Linked DNA regions of Mus musculus: regions 1 and 3 are each linked to region 2. A link is a contact called in public Hi-C data. All regions are on one chromosome and are shown on one strand. Each heading gives the region's core, a stretch centred on a gene start, on an enhancer-like site or on the middle of the called end of the contact. The rest is flanking DNA. Distances are from core to core; before and after follow the strand shown. Region 1 has its middle 28 kb from the start of 4930422I22Rik. Region 2 holds the start of Tspan8 (tetraspanin 8). Region 3 has its middle 100 kb from the start of Tspan8.

The links. A called contact is a pair of places that touch in the nucleus more often than the background predicts.
Region 1: a contact with region 2 is called in a Hi-C map of uterus, with 1.6 times the contacts expected there. The contact joins the enhancer-like site here to the promoter of Tspan8 in region 2. A contact is called at or near these places in 2 of 39 promoter capture datasets (both in the 3T3-L1 cell line), 2 of 484 Hi-C or Micro-C datasets (both in uterus) and 1 of 9 other capture datasets (pancreatic islet).
Region 3: a contact with region 2 is called in a Hi-C map of uterus, with 2.3 times the contacts expected there. The contact joins the enhancer-like site here to the promoter of Tspan8 in region 2. A contact is called at or near these places in 3 of 39 promoter capture datasets (the 3T3-L1 cell line, liver and macrophages), 1 of 484 Hi-C or Micro-C datasets (uterus) and 1 of 9 other capture datasets (adipose tissue).

What each region holds. Positions count from the first base shown.
Region 1 is chr10:115,896,077-115,898,776 of GRCm38.p6, reverse strand. No RefSeq gene overlaps it. Among named protein-coding and RNA genes, the nearest start is that of 4930422I22Rik, 28 kb to the right of the region's middle. Within about 2 kb of position 1,251, at least 28 of the 459 cell types and tissues checked have an H3K27ac peak or open chromatin away from gene starts, as enhancers often do. A contact at or near this core is called in uterus, where this site is marked.
Region 2 is chr10:115,815,888-115,818,587 of GRCm38.p6, reverse strand. It overlaps Tspan8 (tetraspanin 8), which reads right to left and starts at 1,304. Exons shown (of 8, transcript NM_146010.2): 1 at 928-1,304. The coding sequence starts at 987.
Region 3 is chr10:115,715,384-115,718,088 of GRCm38.p6, reverse strand. No RefSeq gene overlaps it. Among named protein-coding and RNA genes, the nearest start is that of Tspan8, 100 kb to the left of the region's middle. Within about 2 kb of position 1,413, at least 22 of the 459 cell types and tissues checked have an H3K27ac peak or open chromatin away from gene starts, as enhancers often do. A contact at or near this core is called in uterus, where this site is marked.

The DNA.
Region 1 (2,700 bases), core at 2-2,501, 80 kb before region 2:
AACCTTCACCCATGTAAAACAAAGAACCCATGATCGGTGATTACTGAGAAATGTTATCAGTGATGTCACGCCTTCCTAGGGCTCTGGCAACAATGGTCACCTTAGTCACCAATGCTAGCTTATAGTGGGGGGATCATCAGTCTCCATTTCTGACTGAGGAACTGTGGACAGTTGATGGCTTCTGGTGGGGAGGGCAAGTCAGTTTTCTTTAAAGGTATTGCTCTTGGTGGGTAGATGGGCTCCCACTGATATATATATATATATATATATATATATATATACATATATATATATATATATATATATATATATATATATATATATATATATATATATATATATATACCATACATTGGACTTGATGCATTATTAGGCAGACAAACAAATAGATAATGAGGACATAAGTTGAGACTGAAGGTAGATGGGTAAGAATAGATCTTAGAGGAAGGCTGTATATGACCAAAACACATTGTATGAACTGTGCAAAGAATTAATAAAAATATACTTTTAAATAAAAAGAATAATTTAAAGCAGAGGGAAGTAGAAGTGACGCAAAATAATAGAGACAAATTCCTGGTAGACTATTTAGTCTGCATCTATCTAGTAATAACTTTTCCTTTGCAGTCAAGTGAACCAATAAACTCCCATTTGTATTAGTTTAAACAAATTCCTGTGAGTGCTGAATGGTGTATGCCTTCTACCAATGTAGCTTCATATCTCTGGATTTATCTTATTTGATACAGATACCACATTCTACCTTGTTTTATCCGTTCCCCCAAACATTTAAGTTCTATGTGTGTGTCTTTTATTTTTTTAATTTTATTTTTTTTTGGGTTCCTTAGCAGAGTGCCTAGTACTTAATAAATACTGAAAGACTCGAAGCATCCTCTATGGTGCCCAGGGGACTGGCTAAGAAAGGTGAAGACATCGTTCTTTTCCATGAGGAGTTTATAAATTACTGTTAATTATTCCCAGATGGGGGTGTATTCATCGTCATTCCTCAGCTCCAGCTATGAATTTGAAGACCCGTTAATTATGCCTCCATCAGATGGTTCTGCAGCTAGGTCCATCCACCTTTCCCTCCTGGCTATGCCACTGTATCTCTGGACGCTGGCTTGCCCACTTGGCTGAACTGTCTTCAAATAGCCTTCCTTCACATGCGATTAATCCGTCTGCATGAGAGCAGTGCTTCAGGGGGAAGGAGTGAAAGGGCAGGAGGAAGGAAAATGGGGGAAAGTGAAACCACACGAAATGGGCACGGACCCAAAGACATTTCTGAAGTCTGTGGTGAAATTCTCTTCTGGCACCGCTACATAACAATAGCACATCATTTTCATTAACTTGAACAAACAAAACCAAACAGAGATTAAAAACCAGTACAGATGTGATATAACTTTCCACTCCTAGCATAGACTCAGCAGCCGTGTGGAACCACTTCCCTTAACAAGGCAGGCCATGTTCTCTCAGTCTGTCCCAGGACAAATAGCACATGGGGCTGGGAGACAGCCACCCGTTCTCAGCTCTGGACAGCATCACTTGCTCTCTCCACAATCCTCTTTCCTGAAGACTGATGGGACCCTCACATTCTCCCCTCTACCCTTTGCCTCCCCATTCTTTTTCTTACTGCCCTTAATGATGCACCTCATACCTAGAACCATCTTGGGTCCTTTGATGCCAGACACCATAATCCCCTTCCTCTCATATGGAAGCCTCTTTGCACTGAGACATCCAAGGCTGATGTCACTGCAGAGCTGCCTTGCACAACCTGAGGGACTTTATCATTATCTCATGAATCACAACCATCTGAATTCCATTTCCTTGGATGGAGGCCCTGTCTGGTGTGTGCTCTGCACAGCTCCACCCAAAGGGATGGCACTCAATAAATAACAAGTTGTGATGATAACAATACTGTGAATATATACTCCAGAAATATGTCACAAAGAATGGATGACTGTTAGCTGTCTGGCCTCCAATGGACTTTCTCCTGGGGGAGTCTCACATGCTATACATCAGTGGTTTCCCAGTTGTGAGAGGTAGCAGAAAGTCCTCATGGAATTTGGGACAAAGGGAGAACAGAATAACAACAACAACAACATGCTGCAAGGAACTTTAGGATTGCCCTTAGTGAGGAAAATGAGATGCAGTAAGACCCACACCGAAATGCCAAAAGCTCTTAAGGATACTCTTCCAGAAGATGTTAGCTCTGACATTGAGCAGGCAGGGTCTGTGAATTTTTAAGATCTGTTTCTTTAATACAAAATGAGAATAGCCTGTTCTCCCTCATTTATAGGACTGGATGAGAATCAAATAATAGAAGAGCTGTGGCAGCAAGCAGCTCACACATGATTGTGTAATCACCTGCCAGGCGCTATTGGTGAAACATATGTGAACTAAGTTAACCATCAAACAGCCCTAGAAATTGGCTCCTCTAGTGGGTGGGTGTGTGTGTGTGTGTGTGTGTGTGTGTGTGTGTGTTTGGGAAAGGGTCACCTGCTGTCATGTGTGCAGGTGCATTTGAGTACATGTGCTTGCAAAGATGAGAAGTTAACTTCAGATGTTCAGATGTAGTCACCCACCTTGGATTTTGCTGGTAGCGGAGGTGGTGGTGGTGTTGGTGGTTTGCACTTTTCTGTTCTTTTTTAAAAGCAAGAATAATGTCCTTCACTGAGACCAGAAACCTAACAATTCAAACAGGCTAGC
Region 2 (2,700 bases), core at 55-2,554:
GTTAAAGGCCAAAAGGCTCAGACACAAAAACCAGAGCTCCTTATCCTTAATGCATAAACTACTTTCCAATCCAGAAACAATGGAACTGTTTTCTGTTGCAGCATCCTGAGACATTTCCACTACTTTACTTGTGAGCACCTCTAATTATACCATATGTGTACATGTTCTCTCCCAAATCCCCCCTCACCCCCTCAGATCATGACATTTGCTTTTTCAATGTTAAATAATGTTTTCAATGCCCTTGGGAGCCATCATCAGACTTAAGCAAGGCATAATTTGCAAGAAACAAACCCTGTTGTTTGAAAGGATGGGTTGACGACACACCAAAATACTGACTTCGAAATACTAATACCTAGTCACTGGTTTAGCTGAATCTTATGATTAAATACTCTTAACTGCTTCTCCAGGGACTATTTCTTTCTTCCTGGGGGCTCTGAAAATGATCCTCTCATGCATTTACCACCCTGCCACCCACTAGTCAGTCACCTGTTTCAAACCTAGATGTCAAAGGGAGGGAACCAGAAGCCATGCTGAATCAAACTGTTTTCTTTGGAGTCTTTAAACAGAGTGCTGATTGGCATCATAGAACTGAGAATAATTGTCCTTTAATTAAGGGATATTTCCCCCTGTGTTTAGTCTTGCAACAATATGAAAACATTCGGGAAATGTTTATCCTCAGAGAACTTGAATACACCAGGCGTTTTGTTTTGGTTTGGTTTGGTTTAGTTTGGTTTGGTTTGGTTTTTTGGAGTCATTGGCTTCTTTTCAGTTCCCCAAACAGCCAGCGACAAACCAATGTAAATATTTCAATGGAAAATGTCTTTTCCCCCTTATCCTCTAGCTCTATGTAAGTCTGTTCTCAGTGGTGATATTTATCTCAAGTCTTCTTTCCTGAACAAAACTGAGAATTAAAAGAAAACTACTTACCCAGAACAAGAAGTTGAAGAAAAACATAGAATACTTTAAACAGCTGCTCACACCTGCCATTTCGGAGAAGGGGCAGCCACCAAGTTACAGTGGAATGAAGAAGTCCGTAGAAGGCTGTCCTGCGTAGGCTCTGACGGATTTTGCCTGCAGAGATCCGTGTGCCTGCAGCTTCGGGGGTAGAAATAGAGAGCAAAGAAGTAGACAGAAGGAACAGAAAAAAAAGAAAAAAAAAAAAACCAACAGTTATTGGAGTGGATAAAAAATTAACCCACACCTTTAAATATCTCAAACGTTATCTTCAGGCGAGTACATTCTTTTCCTTCTTATGGCTGCTAAGGCATTAGGTCAGGATATTTATGATGGCTTCTCAAAGCCCGCTCCCTCTAGAGTAAACAGATATCAAGTTATGGGAGTGGCTGGGGCAGAGGTGGAGAATGGCACAGCGAGATAGTAGGTGGATAGGCTGGCTGGCTGGCTGGCTGGCTGGTGTGGCTGCCCTCTCTTCTAACCCTGCGGAAATCGGCTGCCAGGCTCTCAAGTAAATGGGCCTTGTGTCTCACTTCGATTTGCATCCCCCCCCCCTTTTTTTAATTGATAGGAGCACAAAGTTCCTTTCAGCAATAGGTATTTGGAAACCTGCAAAGCATCCGGACTTAAGTTACCATAACTTCTTCTCCTCAACTTCAAATGAACAAGGAAACAAACATTAATTAGCCAAGTGTCTTGTTTGGTTGTTGTGTTGTTGTTGTTGTTGTTGTTCTTTCAAAGAAATCCCAAGGAGCTCCCTTAAATGCCTGCCACTTCCAATCATTAAAGGGGAAGTGGCCTGCCTTTGCGTGATCTCGTAAGAGCATTCATTCGGGGGTTTATTTTTATCTTTGTGTGAAAAGAAAAAAAAAAAAAAAAAAACAGGAAGGAAGGAAACTCTGAGGAGCTGCCCCTTTGTGTTTACTTATGACTCAGTAACCAGGCCTGATAGCTGGGTTTGTTTTTAAGGTAGACTCAGGTTTCTCTCTTCTGAGAAATGACCTACAGCAACAGTTCCACTCTAACTCCGTTTCTGGGTTCTGGGCAGCTGACAAAGAAAATTCCTTTGGGAACGCACTCGTGGACTACTGAAAGCTGCCCATTCAGCTGCTTCTGGTGCTACTGGGATGTTGCCTCCGCCAGGTAAATGCACCATTCTGCCATCTATTCGGGCAGAGGAAACGACCTGGGCCTTGGGTCTTTTCTTTTATACCACTCAGAGGGCCTCCCTCGCCCCCTAAGTAAAACAATTGCATACTTCAAGGGTCTGTTAGGAAAACAATTCCCTAAAAACTTCATTAAATACAATTAAAACAAGTGACTGGGGTCTCTCTCTCTCTCTCTCTCACACACACACACACACACACACACACATCTTTCTAATTTTCACCAATATCTGCCTTTACTTTGTAACTGTTAAAATACATTTCTGATGCATTATTAGCAATAACATTAAATGTAATAGGTGAGAGCTAGGATTAGTTCGCCAAGTAATACTGAACGTGAGAAGCTCATGGATCAGTAGGACAATGAGCTTCAGGAATCTGTTCCTGCCCACTGCAGCCCTGGGCCCACCAACGTATACCGTCGGCCTCTCCTGTCTTTGACTTAGATGCTGGACTCCAGACACTTTCCTGTCTGAGCCCTCATCTCCTCAGCCCATGGCCATTATGATCTGAGTCAACCTCTACCCCTTGATACATTCAGTTCTTAGTGTCTCTCTCCTATTGGACCATTTATGTCTGA
Region 3 (2,705 bases), core at 164-2,663, 100 kb after region 2:
AAAACAAAAACAAAAGAAAAGAAAAAAGAAGTATAAGCCAAACAAACCCTTTCTTTTCCAACTTGCTTTAAGCTGTAGTGTTTCAGCACAGCAACAGAAAGATAACGACTAGATCAATTATACTACCTGTTAGATAAACAGAGATCAACTAAGGACCCCAGGTCCCTACAGTCTTCACTTCAAAGAAGGAACGGATGACTCAAAAGAGTAGGTAGCTACAATATGAAATATAGAGTCTACGAGGTGTGTTGGCTCCCACCTTTAATCCAAGTATTCAAAAGGCAGAGGCAGGCAGAGCTCTGTGACTTAAGATTAGACTTAAGATCTTGTCTACACAATGAAGCCTAAGAAGAAAGAAGACCAAAATATGGATGTTTCAGTGCTTCTTAGAAGGGTGAGCAAAACACTCACAGGAGGAAATAAGACAGAGTGTAGGGCAGAGACTGAAGGAAAGGCCATCCAGAAACTGCCCCACCTGGGGATCCATCCCATACACAGCCACCAAACCTGGACTTTATTGTGGATGCCAGGAAGTGCTTGCTGATGGAAGCCTGATATGGCTGTCTTCTAAGGGGCTCTGCTAGAGCCTGACAAATACAGAGGAGAAAACTGGCACCCAACCATTGGACTGAGCTCGGAGGTCCCAGATGGAGCAGTTGGAGAAGGGATTGAAGGGGCTGAGGGGGTTTGCAGCCGCATGTGGGGAACAACAGTGTCAACAGGCCAGACACCCCCCCCCCCCCGAGCTCCCGGGCACTGGACCACCAACCAAAGACTACACATGGGGCGACCCATGACGCTGGCCACATATGTGCCAGAAGATGGCTCTGTTGGACTTCAGTGGGAGGAGAGGCCCTCGAGCCTGAGGGTGTTCAGTGCCCCAGTGTAGGGAAATGCCAGAGCAGATAGGTGGGTGAGGGAGCATCCTCATAGAGGCAGGGGGAGGAGGGATGGGATAGGGGCTTTCCGAAGGGGAGACCTGGAAAGGGAAAAGCATTTGAAATAAATAAATAAATAAATAAATAAATAAATAAATAAATAAATAAATATACAAGGGTGGGGGAGGGGAAAGACCTGGTTTACAGACCGAGTTTCAGGACAACCAGGAATATATAGTGAGGCTGTCTCAAAATAAATGCATAACATTCATAAGAGGGATACAATTATAAAAGAAGAACCCCTGAATTCATGGTAAATTGTCGGGGCTGGGGGAGAAGAAGAGCATGGAAAGAGGATGAAAGCCCTGGCCGGACACCAAGCAATGAAAGAGTAACAGGGGTACTGGGCTTTTATAAAAAGGTCGGGTTGATGGATGCCATTCCTCGAACCTGAAAGAAGAGCACGGAGAAATAGCTCCAGGGTGAAGCCCAGATGATGGCAAGAAGCGCACACAAGGGATCGTTTATCACCTGTGGAAAGCGTGCCCTTTGTCCGGCCTTGCTATCAGTCAGTGGCTTGAGCCCCTAGGCCCTTGAGGAGCTCTGGAGAAGTGGCGACAGCCTCTGTCTGCGCGCATCAGGCTCCTAGTTCCCATTGAGTTCAGAATGTACCCTCAGTCTCACACTCACCTCTTAAAGTCATCCCAAAACGCCACTGCCAGATTCGTCAGATTCTAGTGTTTTCTCTTACACATCTGGGCTTTTATTCTCTTCCGTGTTTGGTTACCTCTTAAACCCCGAGGGAATTGGCACAGCATAACCTCAATGAATCACTGCTGTTTTTCCCATTTCTCCCTTAGGCTACTGCTTAGCTCCTATGGCCTCTCTGTGTTCTTGCTTGAGCGATTCCTCTCACAATGCTGTAATCATTTCCCGTTTGTTCCGTCTTCCAGGCATGCCCCATTGTTAACTTGTTAATTAGTTAGTCTCCACTGCCTTTTCACCTTATCGATAATTCTGTTGTATTGATAGTTGGTATAGCTCTTAGATAAAAGTCCTCTAATACAAAAAGTTTATTCTGTAATGGCATACTGAGCCAGCTCTCTGCTCCAGTGTTTTACATATTTATTGTGTTAGGCTGACAAAAATCCTTGCTTCTCAATGCTCAGAACCTTATCCTGACCACCTGGAGAAGTGTTACAGAAGCAATCAAACAGACACCGAACTCGTGACTGTTAAAAAAGAAATCCGACTAGCCATCTCTTCCCTTCCCGGTTTACCATAGAAGCTTCTTAACTATTTTAAGTTACAATGTAGCAATATTTTCAAGGAAGGTGACAATTTATATTTCATTTCTATTTTACATGGACTAGGTGGCTGGTTACTAAGTTACAGAATAAACCTTTAATATTAGAGGACTATTGATACCAATTGACATCAATACAGTTCTTTAAGACGTGCTTCATCTAACCTTAATCTTTTCCTTGAGGAGAATAGCAAGAAAGCTTAAAATACTTTTAAAAATTATTTTAGTGCTATTATCAATAGTTGTTAAATGTCAATAAAACGGTTTTTTTGGGGGGAGGGGCAGCAGTAAACTTTATAGTTCAGAGATACAAAGACTTCATTTAACGAGACAGAGACCTGGGTAGTTTGGAGCAGGTATGGGTTGGTTTGGACTTATTTAGATTCACTTCTTCAAGGTTAATTTATTAAATGCCATTTTTCCATATAACAAGAACCTACCCATCCACCCACCCACCCCCCAAAATCCATGTAAAATATCACAAGGACATGCTAAACTTTTTCTAGTCTAAATAGATGGTA